5 separate regions of the Mus musculus genome follow, and regions 2, 3, 4 and 5 are each linked to region 1. The links are chromatin contacts, called in public Hi-C and promoter capture Hi-C maps. All regions are on one chromosome and are shown on one strand. Each heading gives the region's core, a stretch centred on a gene start, on an enhancer-like site or on the middle of the called end of the contact. The rest is flanking DNA. Distances are from core to core; before and after follow the strand shown.

Evidence for each region. Promoter capture Hi-C pulls out the DNA fragments that hold promoters and counts their contacts. A called contact is a pair of places that touch in the nucleus more often than the background predicts. Capture Hi-C pulls out chosen DNA fragments and counts their contacts.
Region 2: a contact with region 1 is called in a Hi-C map of CD4 T cells, with 3 times the contacts expected there. The contact joins the enhancer-like site here to the promoter of Tctex1d2 in region 1. A contact is called at or near these places in 2 of 39 promoter capture datasets (the C10 cell line and neutrophils), 1 of 484 Hi-C or Micro-C datasets (CD4 T cells) and 1 of 115 datasets of contacts at active chromatin or transcription factors (embryonic stem cells).
Region 3: a promoter capture Hi-C map of erythroid cells shows a contact between it and region 1, with 20 times the contacts expected there. The contact joins the promoter of Tnk2 here to the promoter of Tctex1d2 in region 1. A contact is called at or near these places in 10 of 39 promoter capture datasets (the 3T3-L1 cell line, cranial neural crest, embryonic stem cells and 7 more), 1 of 15 datasets of contacts at CTCF or cohesin (the NIH/3T3 cell line), 1 of 484 Hi-C or Micro-C datasets (embryonic stem cells), 1 of 115 datasets of contacts at active chromatin or transcription factors (embryonic stem cells) and 2 of 9 other capture datasets (adipose tissue and liver).
Region 4: a contact with region 1 is called in a promoter capture Hi-C map of adipose tissue. The contact joins the promoter of Fbxo45 here to the promoter of Tctex1d2 in region 1. A contact is called at or near these places in 14 of 39 promoter capture datasets (the 3T3-L1 cell line, the C10 cell line, the HPC-7 cell line and 10 more), 2 of 15 datasets of contacts at CTCF or cohesin (CD8 T cells and the NIH/3T3 cell line), 7 of 484 Hi-C or Micro-C datasets (the HL-1 cell line, Sertoli cells, embryonic fibroblasts and 3 more), 14 of 115 datasets of contacts at active chromatin or transcription factors (the 230-238 cell line, bone marrow-derived macrophages, embryonic hindbrain and 5 more) and 4 of 9 other capture datasets (adipose tissue, embryonic stem cells, liver and 1 more).
Region 5: a promoter capture Hi-C map of adipose tissue shows a contact between it and region 1. The contact joins the promoter of Tfrc here to the promoter of Tctex1d2 in region 1. A contact is called at or near these places in 9 of 39 promoter capture datasets (the 3T3-L1 cell line, 3T3-L1-derived adipocytes, cranial neural crest and 6 more), 1 of 15 datasets of contacts at CTCF or cohesin (the NIH/3T3 cell line), 7 of 484 Hi-C or Micro-C datasets (CD8 T cells, bone marrow, effector CD8 T cells and 3 more), 6 of 115 datasets of contacts at active chromatin or transcription factors (embryonic limb bud, embryonic stem cells, forebrain and 2 more) and 3 of 9 other capture datasets (adipose tissue, liver and pancreatic islet).

The regions. Positions count from the first base shown.
Region 1 is chr16:32,418,350-32,421,153 of GRCm38.p6, forward strand. It overlaps Tctex1d2 (Tctex1 domain containing 2), which reads left to right and starts at 1,353. Exons shown (of 5, transcript NM_025329.4): 1 at 1,353-1,578. The coding sequence starts at 1,460.
Region 2 is chr16:32,199,552-32,202,251 of GRCm38.p6, forward strand. No RefSeq gene overlaps it. Among named protein-coding and RNA genes, the nearest start is that of Bex6, 21 kb to the left of the region's middle. Within about 2 kb of position 1,295, at least 110 of the 459 cell types and tissues checked have an H3K27ac peak or open chromatin away from gene starts, as enhancers often do. A contact at or near this core is called in neutrophils, where this site is marked.
Region 3 is chr16:32,643,303-32,646,002 of GRCm38.p6, forward strand. It overlaps Tnk2 (tyrosine kinase, non-receptor, 2), which reads left to right and starts at 1,341. Exons shown (of 16, transcript NM_016788.3): 1 at 1,341-1,806.
Region 4 is chr16:32,245,768-32,248,467 of GRCm38.p6, forward strand. It overlaps Fbxo45 (F-box protein 45), which reads right to left and starts at 1,258. Exons shown (of 3, transcript NM_173439.2): 1 at 727-1,258. The coding sequence starts at 1,044. It overlaps Wdr53 (WD repeat domain 53), which reads left to right and starts at 1,460. Exons shown (of 3, transcript NM_001185162.1): 1 at 1,460-1,500.
Region 5 is chr16:32,607,638-32,610,337 of GRCm38.p6, forward strand. It overlaps Tfrc (transferrin receptor), which reads left to right and starts at 1,259. Exons shown (of 19, transcript NM_011638.4): 1 at 1,259-1,399.

The DNA.
Region 1 (2,804 bases), core at 103-2,602:
TGGCTGGTCTCAGACTTCAAAATCTGCCTGCCCCTGCCTACATGGTGCTGGAGTTAAAAGCATGTGCTACCATGCCCGGCTTGCCGCCCCCTCCCCGCCCCCCAACCCCCAGGCTGGGCGGTGATGGCATACGCTTTTAATCCCAACACTTGGGAGGCAGAGGCAGGCAGATTTCTGAGTTCGAGGCCAGCCTGGTCTATAGAGTGAGTTCCAGGACAGCCAGGGCTACACAGAGAAACCCTGTCTCAAAAAAACAAAAAACAGGCTGGTGAGATGGCTCAGTGGGTAAGAGCACCCTACTGCTCTCCCGAAGGTCCGGAGTTCAAATCCCAGCAACCACATGGTGGCTCACAACCATCTGTAACAAGATCTGACTCCCTCTTCTGGACAGCTACGGTGTACTTTCATATAATAAATAAATAAATCTTTAAAAAAACAAAAAACAAAAAGAGAAGAGCCAGAGACATCTGAAATAGTCGAGAGTACAGAGGGAAAGAAGTAGACTTAGAACATAGACAGGAGACTGGATGTGGTCAAGGCTATCTTTCAGGAAAGCCAGCATGTGTTTTGATACCTTCACATAAGCCTGAGTAGGCTTATGTCCCTTCTACCAGAGGTAAGGGAATTGGTCTCACAATTTCCTGAGCAATGCGGGCTTTTATCTCACAGCTAGAAATACTCTACTCCACTTTGAGCTTATATCTGGATATTTGGGCTATCTTTTGTAGTTTAGAGTTTCCTTTGAACCTCACAAGGGGGTAGAGATGGAAAGCATGTTAAGAATATATTGTATAACAAAAATGTAAAATAAAAACAAGCAAACAAAAATGTGTGCTGGGTCTGTTTGGTGGCCAACACCTGTAATCTCAGCATTTAGAAGCCAGAGGCAAGTGGCTCTCTGGGCGTTTGAAACCAGTATGGTCTACAGAGTCAGTTCCAAGACAGTCAAGAGGATTTAGAGAAACCCTGTCTGGAAACAAAGCAAAATTACATATAAATTCTACTTGTTTCCTACTTTTAACTCACAAGTTGTCCAAACCCAGAAGGGACGGTGTGCAGTTGTGACCCAGTAGCGTTCTAGTTCCAGCACCCATAGAACTTGGCACCGATAACTCTGTTATCCCAAACCTGGGGAGATGGAGGCAGGAATTAGAGGCCAGTCTGAGCTATTTGCATCCTGTCTCAAAAAAATAGGAAGAAAAAAAAAAGGAAGTTAGGTCTGGTTTGGTCTGCCTCTCAGTGGCAAGTGGTCGGTTGCCTAACTTCTCTTAAAAAGTCCTGGTCTCGGTTTGGTACTCATTTCCCAGCGGGCTCACGGCCTCCAGCCAGTGCGCAGGCGCAGCGGTGGTCACCACACGTCACGTGTGAGACCCGTTGCCCTAGCGACCTGTGCCGGGATCTTCGGAGCCGCAACCGACCACACTTCCTTCTAGAGATCTGTTGGACCAGACGCAGGGATATGGCTGTGTCCTTCCGCGGCCTGTCCTTATCGGCTCACTCCGAGGGCTTGAGTGAGGTCGACAAGAACTCAGGGGAGCCTGAGAACACCTACATTCTGAGGCCCATTTTCCAGCAAAGGCGCGTAGCAGACAGGGCACGGAGGGCGATGTGGGGATGGGGCCGGGGCTTTTGGATGCGTGAGCTTCCCTAAGGAGACACGGAGAGGGGCCGGGCTGGGGAAGGGATTGGGCGGGTTTATGCATTCCGACGTAGTGATTTCTCCATCACGGAATTCTGCAGTCTGACTAGCAGGTCTTACCGGGAGCCTAAACTGGCGCTGTGGAAGTGGTTGACTTCTTGGAGGCTTTAGGGGGTGCGCACGCGGGACAGGAAAAATAGAAGCTGGAAACAAGCGGCTTACAAGCTGTACTCCTATGGTTACTGTGTGCATACCTGTGCCAGGAAGGATATGCTTACTTCTGGCACCCGACTTGTGTCTTTACAAAGCCCTTTTCATATAGCGTCGATCGCCACCTTAGGTTGCTAGAAGAGGGCGGTCAGTTCAGACTATAGGACATATACATCACTAACTTCATCTTACAAAAGAAAAAAAAAGGTTCGTGTGCTTGTGGGTGTGGCTGAGTGTTTGGGTGTATGCATGCTACTTAGGATCAAGGGATAACTTTGGGGAATTGGTTCTGTTCTGTTCTTGAACTATGTGGATCCTGGAGATTGAACCCAGGTATCAGGTTTGGGTACAAGGCCCTTTACCAGCTAGCCATCTCACTGCGCCCAAGAGAGGATTTTTTTGTCCCCAGGGTATGCAACTGGTTGGTGAAGGGCTGTAGAGATAGCTCAGTCTGTCACTGCTTGCTCTGAAAGCATGAAGACCTGAGTTCAATTCCTGCACCCCTGTAAAAAGTCGTCGTACACTGTAATCCCGGTGATGGGAATTTGGTCCCAGTAATAGAGAAACAAGACTCTAGGACTCCCTGGCTAGCCATCCTGGCTTCATCTGCAAATCCCAGTGAGATACCCTGTCTCAAAATCATGGTGGAGGGCTGGAGATATTTCTCAGTGGTTAACAGCACTGACTACTCCTCCAGAGGCCTGCGGTTGAGTTCCCAGCACCCACATGAAGATCAGATGCTGTCTTCTGGCCTCTGTGGGCAGAGGTTGCATGTGGTACTTAGTCACACATGCAAACAAAATACCCATAGACATAAAATAAGTAAATCCTTAAAAAAAAAACAACCCAACAACAAACAAGGTAGGGGAGAGTGGCTATATTTCCATAGCAGCTTCACGAAGCCGTTTTCACATGAATATAGAAAAATGCATGTTTTGTTACCTCAGTAAATGTT
Region 2 (2,700 bases), core at 45-2,544, 220 kb before region 1:
ACAAGGTGGTTATTGCCCAGGCGCTTGCAGGACTAGAACATGGAGCTTCCCCTGATATATCTATGCTTAGGCAATAGGTCGCTGGCCACTCAGCTCTTATATCCCACGAGGCTAGTCTCATTGCACGGGATAGAGTGAGTGTGCTTCAGCAGCCCGAGAGAGTTGCAAGGCTAAGCACTGCAATGGAAAGGCTCTGCGGCATATATGAGCCTATTCTAGGGAGACATGTCATCTTTCATGAAGGTTCAGTGTCCTAGTTCCCTTCCCCCAGGCAAAACGACACGGGAACAGGTCAGGGTTGCTCTGGGTAAAAGCCTGTAAGCCTAAGAGCTAATCCTGTACATGGCTCCTTTACCTACACACTGGGGATTTGACCTCTATCTCCACTCTCATTAATATGGGTGGCCTATTTGCTCTTATTAAAAGGATAGGGGGAGATGTTGGGAGCCGCGCCCACATTCGCCGTTACAAGATGGCGCTGACAGCTGTGTTCTAAGTGGTAAACAAATAATCTGCGCATGTGCCAAGGGTATCTTATGACTACTTGTGCTCTGCCTTCCCCGTGACGTCAACTCGGCCGATGGGCTGCAGCCAATCAGGGAGTGACACGTCCGAGGCGAAGGAGAATGCTCCTTAAGAGGGACGGGGTTTCGTTTTCTCTCTCTCTTGCTTCTTGCTCTCTTGCTTCCTGCACCCTGGCTCCTGAAGATGTAAGAATAAAGCTTTGCCGCAGAAGATTCTGGTCTGTGGTGTTCTTCCTGGCCGGTCGTGAGAACGCGTCTAATAACAAGGGCCCTCAGATCTTTGTTCTCATTTCCTTCCTGCACAGCCCCCCTTCCTGACTCCCCTTCCGGTTTGTAAGTTTCGGAGAAACTCTTGCTTTCAAGGGGCTTCCTCAGGGGGTGAACTAGAAACAGGAGACTCCAGAGCTGTCCCACGGGACCACTGCAGGCAGACTACAGGGTAACACAAGGCCAAATGATCTTCAGGGGGAGCGGCAAAATCCCATCTCTGGAAATGTCAACTGCACCGAGGAGAAGGATCGTCCGGAGTGCACTGGAGCAAGGAGGAGGGTTTCACGACCCCTAAAGCCCTTTGTAACCCCAGATGCCATCCCCCAGATGAAAACAGTGAAGCCAGAGGTGGTGAGGAAATGGAGATGCCAAAAGAGAGGCAGATGGGGAGGGGGGTCCCCGCAGAGTTCTCTTCTGCTTTCCGGTTTCCCTGGAGGGCTGGCTCTAGCTTCTCTGCCTGCCTCTGTCAATTTCCATCAGTGTCCGATTTCACTTGATAAGGAAGCAGAGGGAGGGGGAGGGGGCCTCACCAGGCTCTGCAGGGAACAGTAATGGCCCTGAAGCAGAAACAGGTGCTCCCTTCCTCGATGTCAACGCTTCCGGCCCCATCCCGGGCCATACAATAACAGCGGGGAAATTAAATTTAACAGGAGAGAAAACACAAGCCTAATTAAAGCAAGGGTTGTTTTGAACTCTGCAAATATACCGTGTAAAGCGGACAAAGAACCCCGGCCAGCCTATTTCCGAGTTCCAGAGAAGAAAGAACAATACAGTCAGGTCAACAAGCCGGGGGCCCTAGGGCCCCGTTGTCCTGGACAGGATATAAAGATGAATAGCTTCTTTTCTTACCCTCAAAATACTCCCAGGCTCCAACTGCACCAGAAAGCTAAACAACAAATGATAAGGAAATGTGCACTATAAAACATGCTTCGATCTGCGTTACCAGAAGACGATATGGAATCTCCCTGGAAATTGCAAGTAAACAGACTATATCCCAGATCCGTCGCATTCTCCCAGGGTGGTTCAGAGGCAGCTTTACAGAGCCCTACAGAAACGGTCTAAAACCTGTGTCCCTCGTCCCTCTTTGGTTCAGTCTAGAGCCAGTTTTAAAAGTAGGTCTCCCTCCCTCTCTCCTCCCTGAGGCGTATTCTCTCTGTGTAGCCCTGGCTGTCCTGGAATTCATTCTGTAGACCAGGCTGGCCTAGAACTCAGAAATCTGCCTGCCTCTACCTCCAGTGTGCTGGAAATAGGGACGTGTACCACAACAGCCTAGCTAGAAATGGTTACACATGAAACCATCTTCCATTAGCGCCTTAGTCTAGTACCTCAGTCATGTGAGGGGTTGGGACTGTGTTGTTACAATTCATTCACAGACCAGAGGCTGAGGTTCAGAAAGGGCCAGTGACTTCCCTGAAATCCAGCAGGTAAAATCATGCAAGAGACTGGTGACTTAGGCACTCTCTTGAGAGATCGTATTCTCCACAAAGCCTCTGCTGTGACATTGGTGTGGAAAGGTTATTTAGGGTGCTGTGCCTGTAGGTTTTGGTGAAAAAAACCAGAAGGTCCTAGAATCACATTTTCCGGGGATCTTTGCAGAATTCTTCATTACCTCTGTTTTGATACCCAACTACGCATGTCCTGTTCCCAGGCAACTTCCCTGTGGCATCCATGTGTGTACAATGCTACATGCCTGACTGCAGGTAGAGTCCTTGCCCTCCTACCCTGTCAACCAAAGATCCAGCAAGTGAATGAGAAGCATGGAGACATGAGAAACAGAAGCCCTTGCCTTCCAGGTGGTTGGAGGTAAATATGATGGATCTAGGTGAAACGTGCTCGTTCATGCTGTGTCTCTAAGTTCCATGGAGACTGGATGGTAATTATATGGATGGATTGATCCATAACCCTG
Region 3 (2,700 bases), core at 91-2,590, 220 kb after region 1:
TTCTTCTTCTTCTTCTTCTTCTCTCTCTCTTCCTTCTTTCTTATTCCCTTCCTTCCTTCCTTTCTTTCTTTCTTTCTTTCTTTCTTTCTTTCTTTCTTTCTTTCTTCCTTCCTTCCTTCCTTCCTTCCTTCCTTCCTTTCCTTTCTCTAGCTAAGCTATGTTACATTTGACCTTGACTGCCTGGGGTGAGCTCCTGTAACTTTTTTTTTTTTTTTTTTTTTTTTTTTTCCGAGACAGGGTTTCTCTGTGTATCCCTGGCTGTGAGACAGGGTTTCTCTGGGTATCCCTGGCTGTCCTGGAACTCACTTTGAAGACCAGGCTGGCCTCGAACTCAGAAATCTGTCTGCTCTACCTCCCAAGTACTGGCTAAATTCAGACTCTTATTCCAGGACTTGTTCTCACTTGAATTTATTAATCGATGAAACCTCCTAATTTTGAACTTCATTTTTTTTTTTTTTGAGTGTGTGTGTGTGTGTGTGTGTGTGTGTGTATGGACCAGGGCCCTTTAAGAAGGCGGAGCGACCCCAGCGGGCCCCACCCCCTAGGGCGGCGCAGGCGCGCGCGGGCTCTGAGAACCCGGCTGGAGGGCCGCCGGCTCGCGGGGCCGCAGCACCTGCGGCGCGGCGCCGGGGTGGCCGAGGTCGAGTGTGGGCGGCGAGGGCGGGACGCCGGGCCCGCTTGGGGCCGAGGCGGAAGCCGCGGGGCGGGGGCGCGCAGGGCAGCACCATCTGGAGGGGCGGGAGCGCGCGGCCTCTGGGGGGCAGGCGCGTGCGCGGCGCGGCGGGCGCGGGGGGTCGGCGGCGGGGGGCGCAGGAGGAGCGCGGCGGGCTGAGCCCCGCGCTGCCGGAGCAGCAGCCGGCGCGCGTCGGGCGGCTCAGCTGGGGCCCGCAGCTTCTTCGCGGGCTGAAGCTCGGCGTGGAGGAGCAGGGCGGGGTGGGTCCGGCCGTGCAGGAGGAGGGCGGCGTGGGGCTGGGGGTGCAGGAGCGGGGCGGCCGCGGTCACGAGCCTAGTCTGGGGGTGGTGTGGGGGCCGCCCGACGCCGCGGACTGGAGGCGCCGGGCGCGCTGGACGGGTTCGGCCGGCGGGCCGGTGGCGCAGGAGGAGGGCCTGGGGCCCCGCAGGCAGCAGCAGGAGAAGGGGGGAGGCGGCCCCGCAGTGCAGGAGCGCGGCGAGGCCCGTGCCGGGGTGCAGGAGCGCGGGGAGGGCAGCCCACGCAGGCTTCTGCGGCAGCCAGAGGAGCTGCCCGAGTTGGCTCACGGCCCCTGCCCGCGCACGGAGGAGCTCGAAAGTTCGGACGAGCGCAGCTGGGAGAGCTGCAGGCATCTGGGCGGGGAGGCGGTGGTCCTTGGAGCATCCCTAGCGAGTGGGGACAGACTCGAGCTGCTGGGGAGAGCCAGGCCTGTAGGGCCCCGAGGGCCTGAAGGAGAGGGGCGCCTGGGGGTGCAGGAAGCAAATTGGCTGCCCGGGGTGCAAGAGGGCCAGGTAGTGTGGGCTGTTCAGGAGACGTATCTGAACGGTAAAGGGTCCTCAGGGGGAGAGGGATTCCAAGAGGGACACAGGACCCGCAGGCGCAGACGGCGAAGGAGGTGGTAATCGGCAAGCTGCCTTCCTTGCTGGCATCAGGGTTGCTCTAGTGCCAAGAGTAATGCAGGAAGATGTAGGGGATTGGGGAGCAGAAGAGCGCTGTGAACCTGACCTTTGGAAGATATTGCTGGAGGGTAGGCACTGGCCTGCAAGATCCTTTCTGCTACCTCAAGTCTGAGCATCCTCGAAGCAGTGTCTGCCTGGGGACAGCTGGAAACTCAGGTACGGATGGCCAATATTGTTATCGGAGTTGATATGATTAGAAGCATCGGAGAATGGGTTCCAAACATCCCTTGTCCTCTCTAGTTGACCAACCTGGGCATCACCCCTCACGAACACACACATACACACACGTACGCACGCACGCGCACACACACACGCAAGCACCCACCACATATAATTGTAAGTAGCAGCTGCTGTAGTGGAGTAGTCACCGCTTTCAAGTCTAGACTGGATGTGGAACCATTTGAGTGGCTGCCTGGTATAGGCAGAGGGAAGAGAAGGCAGGATAGCCCCAGGGACTAAGTCATCCCCTTCACCTATCTGCTGGTGGAGGTAGGTGTGTCTCTGTGCAAGCTGTTGTGCAACCTGCATCACCGGCCTCAAGTCCTCCCGAAAGGGAAAATGGATAGTGTTGCATTAGCCGCTGTGCCTTATCTTGTAGTCCTGTTGATCACGTGAGTGTGGCAGCCAGTAGTGACTTGGGCACGAGCCTGGCCTGCGCCTTGCCACACGGTTTTGTCACGGTTGATTATGCTGTGGGCCCAAAGCCAAGGATGGGTAGAACTGCAGAGAGCAACTGGTGAGGTCTTCATTTCTGAATGGAATGGGAAGGGAGGTTGTACCAGCGGCTGCTACCCATGCCTTGACCTCACTCTAGAAGCTGGCAAATAGAGAAGCCTGTGGTATCCTATTAAGACCTCCTCACCTCCCCGCGACCGTGGCTCCTTCTTGGCGCCGCCTAGAGGTGGAGCCTGCAGGCCAATGGGTAGATTTGATTTCTTGTTGGCATATGAACCCACCTCTTTCCTGGTTCAGGTGGTCTTGGTTGACAGCTTACAGCCTCTGTCTTTATTTCCCTAGCCGTGTCAAAAGTTCTTGCACTTCCAGCCCACC
Region 4 (2,700 bases), core at 8-2,507, 170 kb before region 1:
TGTTTGTTAGCATTTTAATTTTGTTATGAAAGCACAAGAAGCGAGAACAACAACAACAACAAAACCAGCAAAACAGGAATCAACATATTAGATGCCAGAAGAGCCATCACCTGAGTAGAACTATGAAAAAGTTATCAATCACAGCAGGACAAGGCAGTGTGATGAGTTATATGGTGCCAATGAGAGGAAGTAATAGTAAAGTCTCTTTCTTACAAGTTAATTAGCAGGATGCCTAGTCTTATCATCACTTGGAATCGTGAAATATTGTGGCCCTAAGAGAACGTGGGTGAAAATAATGTTCTTGTTAATCAGAGCTAGGAAAAGGGGTAGTGAACGCAAAAGATCCCAGCAACTAGACCTATTTTAAAGCGACATCGACGAACTAATGCCTTAAGTCTACTTGGAGGCCAGAAAAAATACATGCTCATGAGTATCGGCTGGTGATCTGTCTTTAAGAGCAAAGACTGTCGAAAGTAGAAAGACTGCTGAAAATGAATGATGGGAAACCACCTAGTATTTTAAAAAGTGAGGTGGATTACGAAGCAGAACTTCAATCCAAAGAAAAGATCGTTATGGAGAGGAGGGGTGAGAGTGGTCCTGACTGGCTGAAGCCGTGGGAAGGCGGGATGCTGAGGTGAAACCTCTGACTCAAGCTTTGAAGATAAACCCCGAGAGCGGCGGGCGGGAGAGGAGCCGAGCTTCGACGTGGCCCCGGGATTCCCTCACCTTGGCCTTGTAGCTGGGCAGGTTGCAGAGGATGTCCGTGCGCAGAGCCTCTTCTGCTAGGCTGCGGGCGCACAGGCTCCGCCACACCTCGCTGTTCTCGTCGCCGTGGAGGCAGCGGTACCAGTGCTTGCAAACCAGGGCGCAGCTCCGCAGCTCGGACAGCTCCAGGTAGGAGAACACCAACTCCAGCACCCGGCTGGGCAACCGGCCGCCGACCCCGGAGGACCCCGAGCCCGCGCTGGCGCCGCCGCCGGCACCGGCGCCGCCACCACTAGCGCCGCCCGAGGCTGCCCCAGCCCCCGGGCCCGGCGCCGCCATCGCCTCACCAGCCGGCCCGAGGGCCGCCGCCGCCGCCGCTTCGCCCCGTCTCGGCGCGGGAGGCCAAGCCTCGCCTACAGCCGCGAGCGGCTCGCTCACCGCCCCTTTCAGCGCCAGCCGCTCGCGCCTCCACCGCTCCCGCCCCTGCCCCGGGGCGTCCGCTGCGCGCCCCGCCTCACTGAGGGCAGATGGCGCGAGCCGCTCGGGTTCCCGCCCCTCGGAGCCGCTCAGCGCGGGCGCCGGAACCGCCCGCCTCGCCCGGCCTGCCCGCGACGCGCCCCGGGATCCGCCATGCGAGTTGAGGGCAAGAAGCAAGGGCGCACGCCCAGCTCGCCCGCCGCGCCTCTCTGCCCGGAAGTGACTGTTCGGCAGAGGCGCCTCGCTCCCTAAAGCTTGATGGGATTGGATGCTGCGTGTGAGGTCATCGCTCGGCGCCACCGGGAACGGGAAGCCCAGGTATGAGGCTGTTGGCCAGCGGGGTTCGGATCTGTTCGCAAGTGCTTTTTTTCTGTTTTTCCTCTAATGGCCTTGACTCGGCTCTCCTTGGCCTCTCTTCCTACGGAGTTTCCCGTCTCACTTGGTTTCTGCTCCCTCTCTAACTTTGTTCACGACACTTCCCTTTTTTGCTAGCCAATTCTTAGATCCTTCACCTTCAGGTCGCTTGGATCAATTTCCTTTCCCTTTGCGCAGTTGAGGACCTCTTGTCGTGGTCAGGTTAGATCCATTTTATTATATTTTATTTTTTTTTACCTTGAGAAATTGACATCTTCTTTTCCTGGCTAGCGCCGTAGGGGACTCACCAGAACCCATTCTCAAAGTAAGGTGGCTAAACCTGAGCAACCCTCGTAAATACGCAGGTTTTATTATATTTGAGATTAAATAAACAAGTGTAGGTAATCTCAAAGTGTCATTTGAATACTAAGTGTCACAATCTTTTTGGACAAAATATAGTGTGTTCAGTAAAAAGTAGTAGTAAAAAGATTAAGAAAAACGTGTTGTTGTTGGGTTTTTTTGTTTTGTTTTGTTTGGTAATTTGTTAATCCCTAGAATGAGGTAAGGTGGAAACATAAAGATGATTTCCTGGGAGGAAAAGAACCTAGCATTATTTAGTTATGCTATTTTAAAGAGCATTTAGAAAAAGAATAATAGAGACTGGAGTGATGGCTGAGCAGTTAAGAGCACTTTCTGCTCTTGTAGAGGACCTAGGTTCGTTCCTAGCACCCATATGGGTGCTCAAGGCTTAACCTGAGTTGTAGCTTAAGTTCAAGGGGAGCCAAACCCTCTTCTGGCTTCGGGAATGACTGAGCTGTACACACATACATGCTATACACATAAAATAAAGTAAAAGAACTACAGTGTGAGCCAGGCATAGATGAGATCTTTTAATCTGACTTTTTTTTATATATAATTCTCAACGCAGCTCTATGAAGTGATTATTATAATAATAGGGCTCACAGACTCAGGCATCAAGTCCAGTGTCATGCAATTTTTATGTAGTAAACCTTGCCTGAGATCCACCTATGTGTAATTAACTTCCTGGTTTTTAGTAAAAACAAATGAACAGCAGCTGCTTCCCTACCCTGGTATAATTACATGCTTATGATTTGCTAATCCCTTCCTCAAGATGTCTTGCACCAAGTAACCCAAATTCTTGTC
Region 5 (2,700 bases), core at 9-2,508, 190 kb after region 1:
GGGGGTACCAAACACTGCTGTGTGCTTCTGTGCTTCTCTTACAGGGACTCAGTCTATAGCCGGAATCATTATTTCTTCTTTTTTTTTTCTTCTTCCTCTTCCTCTTCCCCTTCCTCTTCCTCTTCTCTCCCATCCCCCTCTCCCTCCTCCTCTTCCTTACCCCCTCTTCTTCCTCTTCCTCTTCCTTTTTTGTTTTTTGTTTTATTGTTTTTAGACAGGGTTTCTTTTTGTAGCCCTGGTTGTTCTGGAACTCTCTATGTAGACCAGGCTGGCCTGAACTCAAGAGATATGCCTGCTCTGCCTTTCACTGGAATTAAGGCCTGTGCCACCAAGACCTGCTTATGGTCTGAATTTCAGAGATCTCTCAATGGCTGTGTGCTCTGGCTTTATATATATTTTCTGGAGTAGTACAATTTGGACAAAGAAGGGTCTAAAGGGACCAGCAGTTAGTAAATCCCAAATACGCGTTGAATTTTAGAGCAGATAAGCCAAAGGTCAAATTCGTGGCTGGGAAGTAGATTAGTACTTTAAAAGACATTCCCAGGGTCCCTAAGGGCTCCATCTGGGAGCGCGCTATCTGTAGTCCTGTTGTGGTTTAAGATACCACTCTCTTTGTTATTTGTAAATTTACCACAGGCTGGGCAGTAAAGTACAGATAGGAAGAAAAGAGTGTGAACGTTTGCAGTTTTAACAGAACTCCTTTTATTTGCTATGCATTGCAACAACCCTCTAAAAGCAATAATGGCGATAAACATGCAAGTTAATCTACAACTTTATCACCCTAGTAAATCATTGGTTCCTATTTCCCTTCCATAGGCTGAACATAGTGAGCACTGGTAGCTCTTTGCTTGGCTTAAGCGCTGCTTGTTAAAATCTAAAAAAAAAAAAAAAAAAGATTTGCAGTTTTGCTTTAAAGTTTTTCCTTTAAAGCATCTCTGAGCTGCAAAAACTCGTCTTTAGGATATGGTTTTGGCGGAGACCTAAGCCTGCAAGTAGGAATATTTTAAAGAGTAAAGGCTGATACTTTCGAACTTGCACCGCAGGGTTGGGTGTCGGTCAAGGTTAGGCGGAGGGCGACAGGCCAACTCCAAAGACACGGCGGGGGAGGGGTGCGGTGGAGAAAGCGAGCCGCAGCCAATCGCACGCGCTCTCCCGACACCTGCCGCCTTGGCGCCTTTTCTAGGCTACTCCGCGCACGCACTGGCTGCGCGCGCAGTTCGCCTCCAGCGGTCTTGGGGGAGCACCTCGGTAGGTGTACGTGCGGAAGGAAGTGACGTAGATCCAGAGGGCCGGCCGGGGGGTGGGGCCGAGCTATAAGCTTTGGGTGGGAGGCAGCGCTGCCTTCAGAAGGCGTGCGGAGCGCGGGCTGCTGCATTGCGGACTGTAGAGGCGCTTCCTAGTGAGTGACTCCCTTGTCAGCGGCACGGCCCATCGTGGTCCTCGCGTGGCGGGCGGACCAGAGCGAGACGCCAGGGCCTGGGTGGTGCGGGCGGGGAGGCGGAGGGGTGTCGCGGAGTCCGGGGCTGAGGAGCGCGGGTTGCAGGTGCAGCGCGGTGGGTGTGGGGAGCCGCTGTACCCTGCGCCCCTCGGGTCCTCCGGGCCTTCGCAGGCCAGTGCTAGGCCGCGGGTTCGAGAGTCACCACGCTGAGGCGCAGGCTTGTTCCGCCGGGAGCACGTGGTGGCGGCTGGAGGAAGTCGCCCCAGGGAACGGCTGTCGGGGTACGTGGGTGACCTTGGGGCCCCTCGCAGGAGGGCGTCACAGCTGAAAAGGACAAAGCTGTTTTCTATTCGGTTACTAGTGTCACGGACATTTAGAGGGGCGGGGGGAGCTTCCAATAACTGCACGTTGGAACTTCGGCACCACCTGGTCGGTTTTTTTGCCAGTCTCTCCCTCTTGGCCCAGCGTGTGGAATCTCATTTTTCTAGGGCAGAATAGGTCTGAACGCTGCAGGTAATACTAAGAACGTCTCTAGCATCTCCTAAGATGGGAGAACGTAGAAATACGACCTCTTTGTACGAGCTCTTTTAGAACTAGCTGTAGAGAACCAGCGTGCACCCTGGTGTTGGACAGCTCTCTAAAATGGTGTTTGAGGGTAAGAAAACTGCATTTGCAAATTTTTCAGTTAGCACACTTTGTCCCGAGCGTAAAATGAAATGATCTCCTTATACTTAGGCAGAAGACTGGACTGGATTGCTGTTCAGTTTCTGTGCTATTTTTTTAAAATAGGATTTAAGTGGGAAATAGTTGTGTTACAGAAATTCTCGGCTATTCTGTGCTATTTTTTTTTAAATAGGATTTAAGTGGGAAATAGTTGTGTTACAGAAATTCTCGGCTACCTGATACTTTTATTCTAAGATTAGATGAGTTGGCTCTGAGCTGTGAAATATGACCTCTTTGACAAAGACATTTAAGCTGATTCAGGATGTTATCTACAAAGAAAACGGGATTTAGCTTGTGTGGGTCCACTTGCATTTATTTTCTGTTAAGGATTATAATAAACTGCTTTATACAGGAATCCAATATCAGCTGTTTTTTATATAGAGAGCATAATACTTTTTACTTTGAGAGAGGATGTTGTCAAGGAATGGTGGCTGTGAACCTGGCCTGTGTTGACTGGTTAGATCTGTCTGCCTAACCCCACCCTAAGGCTAAGTAGTTATATGCTTGTGGCAATGTGCTTATTTATAATAGGGCAAGAT